2 separate regions of the Gossypium hirsutum genome follow, and region 2 is linked to region 1. A link is a contact called in public Hi-C data. All regions are on one chromosome and are shown on one strand. The core of a region is the stretch at or near the end of the contact, and the rest is flanking DNA. Distances in the headings are between cores, read along the strand shown. Region 1 holds the start of LOC107897924. Region 2 holds the start of LOC107897926.

Evidence for each region. A called contact is a pair of places that touch in the nucleus more often than the background predicts.
Region 2: a contact with region 1 is called in a Hi-C map of leaf, with 2.5 times the contacts expected there. The contact joins the promoter of LOC107897926 here to the promoter of LOC107897924 in region 1. A contact is called at or near these places in 9 of 34 Hi-C or Micro-C datasets (callus and leaf).

What each region holds. Positions count from the first base shown.
Region 1 is chrD08:24,789,907-24,795,320 of Gossypium_hirsutum_v2.1, forward strand. It overlaps LOC107897924, which reads left to right and starts at 1,827. Exons shown (of 1, transcript XM_016823531.2): 1 at 1,827-3,161. The coding sequence starts at 2,056. The coding sequence ends at 2,805.
Region 2 is chrD08:24,996,244-25,001,736 of Gossypium_hirsutum_v2.1, forward strand. LOC107897926 reads right to left here and starts at 3,825. Exons shown (of 9, transcript XM_016823533.2): 1 at 3,507-3,825; 2 at 3,221-3,432; 3 at 2,674-2,855; 4 at 2,297-2,581; 5 at 2,160-2,218; 6 at 2,021-2,057; 7 at 1,832-1,903; 8 at 1,339-1,663; 9 at 693-1,219. The coding sequence starts at 3,624. The coding sequence ends at 851.

The sequences.
Region 1 (5,414 bases), core at 577-3,076:
GGACAAAGCTTTTGCTTTTTCTAGGGACTATCAATTCCAAAATTGAGAGTTAATTTGCTGAATGGCAACCCTTTAGTTTCTTTATTTTGATGAAACTATATTATATAATGTCATTGTACAATGCTTTCGGCTCCTCCAATAGCACAAGTAATTTTGCAAAATTAAATTATCGCAAATTATTATCGTTTTATATGTTTCACTATCTACCTTTCAATTAACAATTGATACATTTGCTAATTAAGAAACGCGGGAAAAAAAGTGAAGATTTTTCTTGATAATGGTGTCAAAAAAGGAAAACATAAATGCTATATTTAAATGAAATTGGTGATTTTTCTTTTTCTTTTTTCCTTCTTTCAGCAGTCCGCACAAACTCTTTTCTTTTCCAGAAAAGGACAGAGGCAAATGAAGAGCGCTAACACCAGTGTCTGCTTGATTGAATTCTAAAGTTTGAGGTTGGAGTTGAAAAAAATTAGTGTTGGGAAAATTTTGTTTGATTCAATTCCAAATTTGAACAATGATACCTAAAGATCTCATTAAAGAAATGATACAGCATTAACTTCGTTGAACCTTAAGGCAATTTTAATATCTATATATTGTTTTTAAAAAGACCGATTAGTCGGGTCGATTGGATTAGAAATCAATCAATTCAAAATAAAGAGTTGAATCAATATGTTTTATTTTTTAAAAATTATAATTTTTTAGATAATTTATTCAATTATATTAGGCAAACTAATTAAATTAAAAATTAATGGTATAACCAGTTGGACTATTAATCAGAATTTAAAAACCTTGTTTCATAAAAAAAAAGAAAAAAAAGTGAATTAGAACTTTTTATAATTTAAATTCAGTGCACCCCAAAGCAGTCTAAAAGAAACAGATGGAGACATAAAATTTGATACGCTTTACCCACCCTTGCATTTCTCCTCCATAAATACTGCTTTCTTAGCTGCCTCTTTATTATTTTGAAATGCTTTATTCGGTCCACTACCCAAATTTGATTAATTCAACCAAAATACTAATAATTGCGTTCAGCATGCATTAAGTTATAAATTGACTATATTCATGTTAAGTGTATATTCCTATATTCGGGTTAAAGCTGTTGTGTTTCATATGCTTAAGGATATCCTTTTTCAAACCTCTATCTGAATTTTAGGTCCTTTTCACCGAAATTCATACATACCTGCTCACTAAAAACATGTTTTCCCACAGATCCCAGATACAATATATATGATTTTTAACTGTTTATGATTGGCTCATCATTTTTGGGTAGGTTATTGAATTAAATAACCTTCAATGTCACCATTTTTGTTGGTCCTTGTAGCTTTTAAGCTCTACACTAACCATTGCTCATAACAGTGACCAAATATCAATAGCTTTTAAGCTCTACACTAACCATTGCTCATAACAGTGACCAAATATCAATAAATCACAGTTACATCTTTTAATAGCGTCGAACTAAAATTTCATCACAAGAAATCTAAAATTTTTGTGAACGTACGGTTCTTCCAAATGAATCAGTGTGTTAACTGAAACAGGCAAATTAGGTAGGCATAGCAAAGATTAAATTCTGAGATAAAGAGGCTGTTGGTTGAAAGTTATGGGCCATATTTAAGCAACCATTCCCTATCATGTTTATGGGAAAAAGGTCAGCCTAGCCTACATCATTAAGTCCTTTTTGCCAGCGCCTTAAGCTTAACGCCAATATGCACCTGTAATCCAGACCTAGAAAAAGGAGAAAAAGTTTATTGTAATGCCCAAAGGAACCCTACAATAAAAAAACAAAAATAAAAAAACAAGGTGGGTAAGTTCCTAAAGACATTTATATTTCACTATTTCATTTGGTGTCATTCTCAAATTTCTATTAGAGCAACCAGAGAGAGAGAGAGAGAGTTCACAATCCCTATACACCCACCACATTTATTTACTCTTTCACCTTTCTTATCTCTTTTTTATATATACCCCCTTGGAGGGTTGGACCACCCACGTGAAACCATTACAACACCGCAAACCTCCAATCTTTTCAGCGTCCTATGGCATAAGCCAAGCTCCATTGCCATGGATTGGTACTCTTGGTTGTCAAAAACTGCCCTTGAGCCCTCACTTATCTATGACTATGGCCTTGCCTTCTCCCGTAATGAGCTTCAAAAAGAGGATTTAGCCTACTTCAATCATGAGTTTCTTCAGAGCATGGGCATATCAGTTGCCAAGCATAGGCTTGAGATTCTCAAGCTTGCTAGGAAGGAAGTTGGAGAAACCCCTAATAGCCTGTCCAAGCTCATTTTGGCAATCAACAAAACCAGAAAGAGCTTTAACAAGTATGTTAACAAGTTGGTTCACCATGAGAATAACTCGATTAAGCTGCTGCCGGAGCCGGGTCGTTATCGAGATCAGTGGAGAGGAGGATTGACAAGGAAGTGCAACAGTGAGAAGGAGGTGAACATTGAGCAGCCAGTGCGGAGAACCAGGAAGATAGCAAAATCTGGCCCCCTGGATTGTAGAGTACAAGAGAAGTTGCTTGCCCCTCCTAGGAGCCTAAAATTGTCAGGGCCACTAGACAGAAAAATGCAGGAGAATCTGGTGTTCAACTATAAGAGCCCTGTGACATCTGGTCCTATTGATATTGCAATTGCACAAGAGAGGTTGATTCTCACAACAAATAGGAGCCCAAAACTATCAGCACCTCTTACTTATGTAAGACCTCCAAGCCCAAAGATTCATGGTGACTACTACAAGGAAAAGACAGGCAGGGACTATGGTGATCAGACATTATGGGCTGCAATGTTTCAGGACATGAAACCCACTTGACTTCACGACATGTCTTTCATAGTTTTCAGTGGAAAGGTAAGATACATGTCATTCAGATGTTTCCTTCCACTCAGAGGGGCTTCCCTATATGCCTTTGCATCTGAACCTGATTCTGATATAAGGTTAGGGTGTCCCAAAATTAGTATACTAAAGTCGTGTTGGACGGTTTTATTTATCATCAACACGCATCTCATAGTTTTATACTCATTTTGAGTTCATTTCAGCTAAATTTTCGAAATTTATGGTTTGGTAGGATGTTTTTGAGTTGTAAAATCCTTCATTTTGGAAACCTTCATGTCCTTGTAATGAAAAAAGAAAAATAAACCATAGATTGTGTGCTGTGAGCTTTCTTCTAATTTCTGAGTTTGCAACTGTTTGGGAACAAGTTCCTGAACCAACTATTCTTAGTTTCATTTGCTGATATCCTGAGCAATGGTATGAAAATGAGCAGTAATACAAGGAACCAGATTCTTCTAGGTGATTTCCATATTTTCAGTAGTGTAAGAACGCTGTTCTATGTTGCTTGAAAGTAAAGTTTTGAGGTGCAGACATTAACTAGCTGCTTCACAAGTAGCAAACAAGTTTGATTTAGCTGCTCTGTAAAACAATAGTGTTATATTTCATCTGCCTGCAAGTGTCTCAAAAGTTGCGATCATTACCAACCTCTCTTATTCAATTTAACTAAATGTTGGTAACTCTCGGCATCTACATTCTTTAAATTCTTGTCTATAAATACAAATATAACTTTCTGTCTGTTCATTTAAACAAAGGGGCCACAGCCTACTGGCACATATAAAAAGCATGGTTAAAGGCTACACGTTTGCTTGTTTTGCAAGGATCCAGAGTTTTGATAGAACTTGGCAAAAGCTGATCAAAAGCCTGTTGAAAAGTTGTAGAACAGTTGGGATTTGGAGTTTTATTGCATTTGCCTTTGGTAGTTCCTTTATGAGTCCATATTACAATCCAAGTTGAAGGAGCTATTAGAATAAGAAGTCGGGAAAAGATGTATCTGATAAAAATTTGATTTGGTCTAAGTAAATTGATGAAGATATACTAGCTATTTCCGTTCTGTTTTCAGGCAAAATGAAGATAGTTTTATGGCATTTTGTGTTTGGAACCTAATGGTTCAATGCAAAATATAATACTTCATGTACAAAATCAATTAGAAAAAGAAGAGCCATTACTGCATTGGGTTTAAAAGTATTTAATAATTCCAGCTTGCATTAGCATCCTCCATAATCACAATACAGACCTACTTGCAAAGCCATTTATTAACAATGGTAATATGCCCCCATTATCAAGTTATCAACTACTCATCAACGCAATTCTAGACTAATTCTATAGCATGGATGTGTTTATGAGTAAATAGACAGGCATCTAAACATGAACTGCATTAAATAAAGTTTGTGAAGCAAAAACTTGCTAAAGTAAAAATAGAAATACCTAAGCTTAGCTCAATTGATTCATACAATACGGTGTCAGTAAGTTTGGGTTATATCAGCAACCCCATTTCTTATCTCTAAGCTGCAGCCTCCTTTATGTCAAAAAGAAAAAAAACATAGGTAGCCTAAGATGTGCTGCAAAAGTAGTCTTCCAAAATATCCCTTCCACACTCCGTCCCAAACAATCTTAGTGTAAGACCCAACCAATAAAGCCCAAGCATATTTGTAAGCTATGTTACTCAAATTCAAGCAGAGGTGTCAGATTTGGGTATGTATCTAAGGTCTCACTCTTCAATTGAGTTAAACTTAAGACAATGATACAACACAAAAAGATCAGGTAGAGGATATGCGTATGGGATCTAGTTTCATATATATTTAAACTAGTTTGTTATCATGTGCAATACATGAATTTGGTTGTATATATTAATTAAAAACGTATTGCACTTATTTATTAAAAACTTGTTGCAAAATTTCTAACCTTTCAAAAATATTATGATTGAAAAAATAAAAATAAAAAATAATTTTTTTTTTAGAATCTTGATAGTTTATATTATGATTTATGATTTATTTTAATTTATTTTTTTTAAATTGTTGAAAAATAAAATAAATGTGTTTGCAAACCGTATGCAAGTTCACTGTTTATATATGTGATCAAAAGTCCTTCAATCTAGCCTAGGAATATATGGACAACGATTGCCTAGGAATATATATGAGTTCAAAAGTCCTTCAATGAAGCTTTACTCTATAGGATATGATAGTAGATAACAGGTCATAAACATTTTTTTTATATATACTTTGTAACTCAAAGGTAGATAATCCTATACGCCTAATATCTCGACAAAATTTACAAAGCTGTTCCTAAACTAATAACGCGTTCAAGTAGACACTTCTTTCATATTAGTAATAAACATCATCAGCAAAATCAATGATAATCCTATCAATATGACGTATAGAAGAGCTTGTAGTATACTAATATGCTACATCACTTCTAATAGTGAGAAGGAAAAATAACAGAAGTACAAGTTTATATTTCCCAACATAAGCACAATAAAGGGCCACTACACCAAAACAGGCCTTTAGCGACACTTTTTTAGGGCTATAGCGGCGTTTTTTAGCGCCGCAAATACTGAAGCGCCGCAAAAAATGCCGCTACTGACTGCGTCGCTA
Region 2 (5,493 bases), core at 2,575-5,074, 210 kb after region 1:
ATGAGGGGGAATAAATATGCATTGTATTCTTTTTCCTTAACCTAGGTTTTATCCAATTGGGTTTTCCTGGTAAAGTTTTTACTGAGACAATGTGTTATGCGTATTATAGATAAGCGTATTCTTTTTCCTTCACTGGGAATTTTTTTTTCCATAGGGTTTTTATCTTAATAAGGTTTTAATGAGACACATTATCTATCAATTGACATCCAATGGGGGTGTTATGAATATTTTATTATTAAGTGAATGCCTATCAAGATCTAAATAAGTTTTGATATACTTTAAATTCGAATAGTCATCTCATTTATACTTCTTATGTCTATAAATGTAGACTTTAGGGAAGTACTATATAGTTCTCATTGATCAATAAAATACGGTCTCTCTTTGCTCTTTATAAATTTATTTTATAACAATTTAATCTTAAAATTGGTTTGAAACCCGAACAATTCTACAATCATCCAATGCATTTGACATTTTAGCTTATTTGTTCATGCCAAGCTGATAAATTCCCACCTACTTATTTGAAGGAATCTTTAGATTTATAGAGTAATTAATGAATAGTATAACAATGTGCCATATCGATTTTAAGTTTGATGAAAATTAATCCTTTCTAAAATAGATTTAGATTACTTAGCAAAGGAAAAAAAATTATATATAAAACCCCCCATGCAATTTTATAATAACCAACAAAAAGATGAAACCAAACAGCTAAGGGCACAACTATGAGACAGATACATGTATCGAACAAAGTCACCCCTTCAAGAAGAGGCTTTCAAATACTAATTAATTAGCCTACAGATAGAAAACATATTGTACAAAATTTTGTAATGTATATATGACCAAATTTAACAACTTATCGACCTTTGTATTGGCCTTCGGATCTACCATCATACTGCTTAGTGTACACACGGTGCCTTCTCTCTCTTGCATAGATTACCCAGAAGATCAATGACAGCATCACAGCAGCCGATACAATTACTAATCCGATGTAGATCCATTGACTATAGTGCCGCAGATCGGGACAATAATCATGACTGATATCCGTGAACGCATCCCGTACAAATGTGCAGTCTTGCAAGTTAACCAAGAACGGACCATAGCGATACAAACCATAACTCACATTCACTGCTGCCGACATCTGAGTGTAAAATTGAAGGGTTAACCGCCCAGGTGTAGAACATACTCCAGAGCCCGAAACCTCACATATATACTTCTTCCAAACCTGTTTGAAACAGATATCAAGTTATTAATTAATTGTGTGTTCTGTGCATATGGTGCATGTTACGTATGTATGGCCAAGAAATTAAAACTTCATATATTTAGAAAAGCTATCCTTATTACCTCTGTGGCATTATGCAAAGTAACTTCACCAAATGCACAGTCTCTGTTTGTAAGATTCGAATGAAATGGATTGCAGAGAACTGGCACCAATGGACCAGATTGATTAAAATATAATGGTGCCAATGCTGGTGGGAAATTTCGGTTGAAAACATTATTGATGACACCATTCACGACATTTACAAGTTGATGAGTGACATTCTTGGATCGTGACAAGGTCTCTTGGGCTGTTGCATTGTCCACACAGGGAAGAATGTCATCCAATGCGGTATGGGCAGTGGGATTCTGGACCCATTGATCCATGGCAACACATGCATCTCCAGCAACACTGAATCACAGGATACAATTTTAAGCCAAGTGTAATAACAGTCTCAAGCTCACATCATCTTAAGCTTATCATCAATAACATATTTGTAAACCATTATATGGCCGAAAGTTGAAAAACAGATTTGAACAATAAACAAGCATGGAATAAGAGAAATTGAGCAGAACATACTTGTGGAGGAGGTGAAATACTCCGCATAAAATAAATGTACCAGTAACAAGAATCCAGCCAAGGATGACTAGCCTGCATTCATTAATCATACAAGTGATTGATAAAGGAAGTTCGGTTTAGTAACATATGGACCTTCCCGAGTTATACCATTAATTACAGCGTCAAATACATTAATGATACTTCACTTACGTGTAAACCAGGCACTGCAATCCAAGAATGGAGAATACTGCAGCCAGTTACCAAAATAAAAGTATAAAGTTAGATGATATTGAGATAATCTAATTACTAAGAATCATGGAGCAATGATCACAACAATAATATAACTTACAGAATCCGAGAAATGCCAAAAAGAGCATCACAGCAGCAAGAATGATGAGAGCCAATCTCCTGCAGAATTTAGCATGAGATGAGTTCCATGATCAGCTCTGAGATTATTCTAATTTCATCCTAAAAGCTTCAACTTACATTCTGTCTAAGCCATGTTGAATTTTTTCTTTATTATCAGCCGTTTGATGAGAAAGAGTTGAAGCCGAAGAGTTTATCTTCCTATCGATATCATCAATGCTTTTTTGGACATCTAATGGCAAAATAGCTGAATCCACGCTAATTTTCTTAGCTGCAGAAAGATAATCTGACACATTCCTGAGGTTTTCAGCAGTGAGATCTGCCTTACTAACCGCATAATCCAGTGTGTCTGTTGTACTGCCATGAAATTTTCCCTGACCAGTGTACAGCACGACACACCCGGCACTGTAATATGAAGTTATATATGGAGTGAGCAATTTTACGGTTACTCAAAACATACATATCTCAAAAGTTCAGCACGAAAAGAGTGTTGGTACATTGCAGCAATCGTGAAGAGTATGAGGAAAATAAGGGATAGCGCATAAGCTGTCCGAGAGTAGCCATAAGAATTTAGTTGACAGCAGCAATGACGGATGCATATGATGAACAAGCATAGTGCGAATATCACAAACCAGACTGCAGCAATGACAAAGAAAGGAGCCGCCGTAAAACCCACAGACTGCATTATCAGACATGAAAACTTTATAAGTTTTCTAAGTACCAGCGACTGGCAAGATAATTTGATTCATTGAGATTGACATAACAGAAAAAAGAAAACAGAACCGAATCAATGATCAGGGAAGAACCTAAGGGAAAAACAGGATTACAGAGAATAAAGTGTTCTTAATAAGCATCAAAACCAATTACAAACACATAAAGGTAGGAAATTTCTAGGAAAAATCATACGAATATCAGATAAAACTGTGGAAATTAAAGGCCTGCATACACCAAACACAAGCAAACCAGCCAACAACATATAAAATTCATGATTCCAGGCTGCATGCATCAATTTATCAAAAAAAGTGAACAAGGGAAGAAACTGACAGCCCAGTAGTGTTCATTGCTGATATTCCAGCCACCAGTGTACTTGTGAAAGTCATTAAGAGGGTCTCTCCTGTAAGTCCTTTTTTCAGCCAAAATCAAAGACGAGTTGTTGTCTCCTTCACTTCCCTCTGCAAGGTTCCTCCTTTCTGTCTTCCTCCATGCTAACACTTCACTCTGCTCTCTCTCCCCAAACACAAAACTTCTACAATACCCTATAAAAAATTGATTTAAAAAAAAACCCAGAAATAAAAACCAAAACTTTCATTGAAATAATAATAATCAGTACCTGAAATATTCAAAGTCTGGACATTTAAAGCTTGAGAACCTGTTTCATGTCCAAAAAGAAACAAAGAAAAAAAGAAAAGAAAAAACAATGCATAAGGGTTTGATCTGAAACAAAACATTATGTATTTTTATTTTTATTTTTATTTTCCCTTCTCTGTGTTTCTTTGGGGGTTCAATATTCTTAAGAATGTTTTTGAATGTGTGTGTGAGAGAGAGAGAGAGGGGAAGATAAAAGAGAGTTAATTGCAATAGTAAGAGGTTGATGCAATGTAGTACATGAAGCTAACCTTACGGTTAGGGAAAAAATATGATTTATTTATGTTTTATACAACTTGGTAGGTCCCTTTATATATTGTCTGTATCTTTTTTTATTTTTACCGAAATACCCTTCTAATTGAACTTGAAGGTGAAGCTGTGAAGCCTGAAGTTGCTTTTTCATATTAAATTTCCTTTTATTATAAGTTGATTAAAGGATGCTTTTTGCTGAGTCAGTTGTTTTGCTTTGCTTTTGGGCATTATTTTTATTCTTGAGCAAGTTATCCTATTTTACTCCAAAATATTTGTTGGATGATTTAGTTTGATTTTGATGAATAATAATAATAATTTATGGGCTCGCTGCCATACCTTCTAATTCCTATGTTGGTAAATTTCTTTAATATGACTCCTTTGCCCTTTTAACAAAATGAACAGAGAATGTTTCTCTTTTTGAAAAATAGACTCTGCACAATCAACCTTAATAAATGCTTTCAAAGTTGATCAAATGCATTTTAAGTTTTTGACCTTTGCAATAATCTTGTGACATTTTTCAAATTTATTTGAATACATTAAAATTTACCCAACCTAACTGCCCTACCCATTATAACATTACACATCACCAACAAATATTTACTTAATCAACTGTTTACCTCTTTAAAAAATATTTGTAGCAAAAGAAATATATATATTTGTAAAGACCAAAAAAAGGAAAGCATGTGCTGATTAAATTTGTTAAACCACCACAGGGTGTACTCCATTATATATTATGCTTAAGAGAGTCCACTTCATACCCATTAAAATATTATTAAGAGATTCTTATTTTTGTACAAAAGCCAAAACCAACAAACAAGAAAAGGCCACAGACATACCAAAACCTTTGCCATTTCTATTCTACTCTTTTTCAATCCTATATGATTTTTTTATAAATTAAAAATAAATAATACATAATATATAAATTAATATTTTTATAAATAAAAAATTGAAAATAATATAGTAGAAAGTAAATTGTAATATTAAAATAAAATAAAATAACATACATTTATTATAATAATTGTTCATCATAAGTACGAAAGATGTTTACATTAAATTGATTGGATATGAAATCTATTTACATTAAACTAATAAACACATTTAATGATAGTGATTAAAAAATTTATTGAGATCTTATATGGTAAATCCTTTTTACATTTTTTAAAAAAAATCTATCACATATGTTTACAATTTCATGTATAATAAAAAGAAAATATAAAAAAGTACTTGTTTCGCACATAATAAACAATTTATAAAAAAGAGTTAATTAAAATAATCTTACATATTTATCTTCGGTATCATTGTTGTTTGAATATTTAATTTTGAGATGCTGATGCTAGTAATGAATGTTATTTATTGATTCAAATTCAAATTCAAATTCAATATATATATATAACTCTAAAACTAAATAAGTAATAATTATAAGACAAAATCAACTTGTTTATATATACTTAAACTTCTATTCAAGTTATAACTTTATTTTATTATGTTAATAAATATGGAAATAAAAAAAGTTTACTTATAAAAAATTAAAAATAATTTAGAATTTTTAAAATAATATTTTAACCATTATTATTAATTATTTTAACTTATTGATAATAACTCTTAGACTTAATAAATTTATCATAATTTACTTTTAAATAAAATTATAATTAATAATTTTAAATTAAATTATAAATATTTTAAATATAAATTTAGTAGTA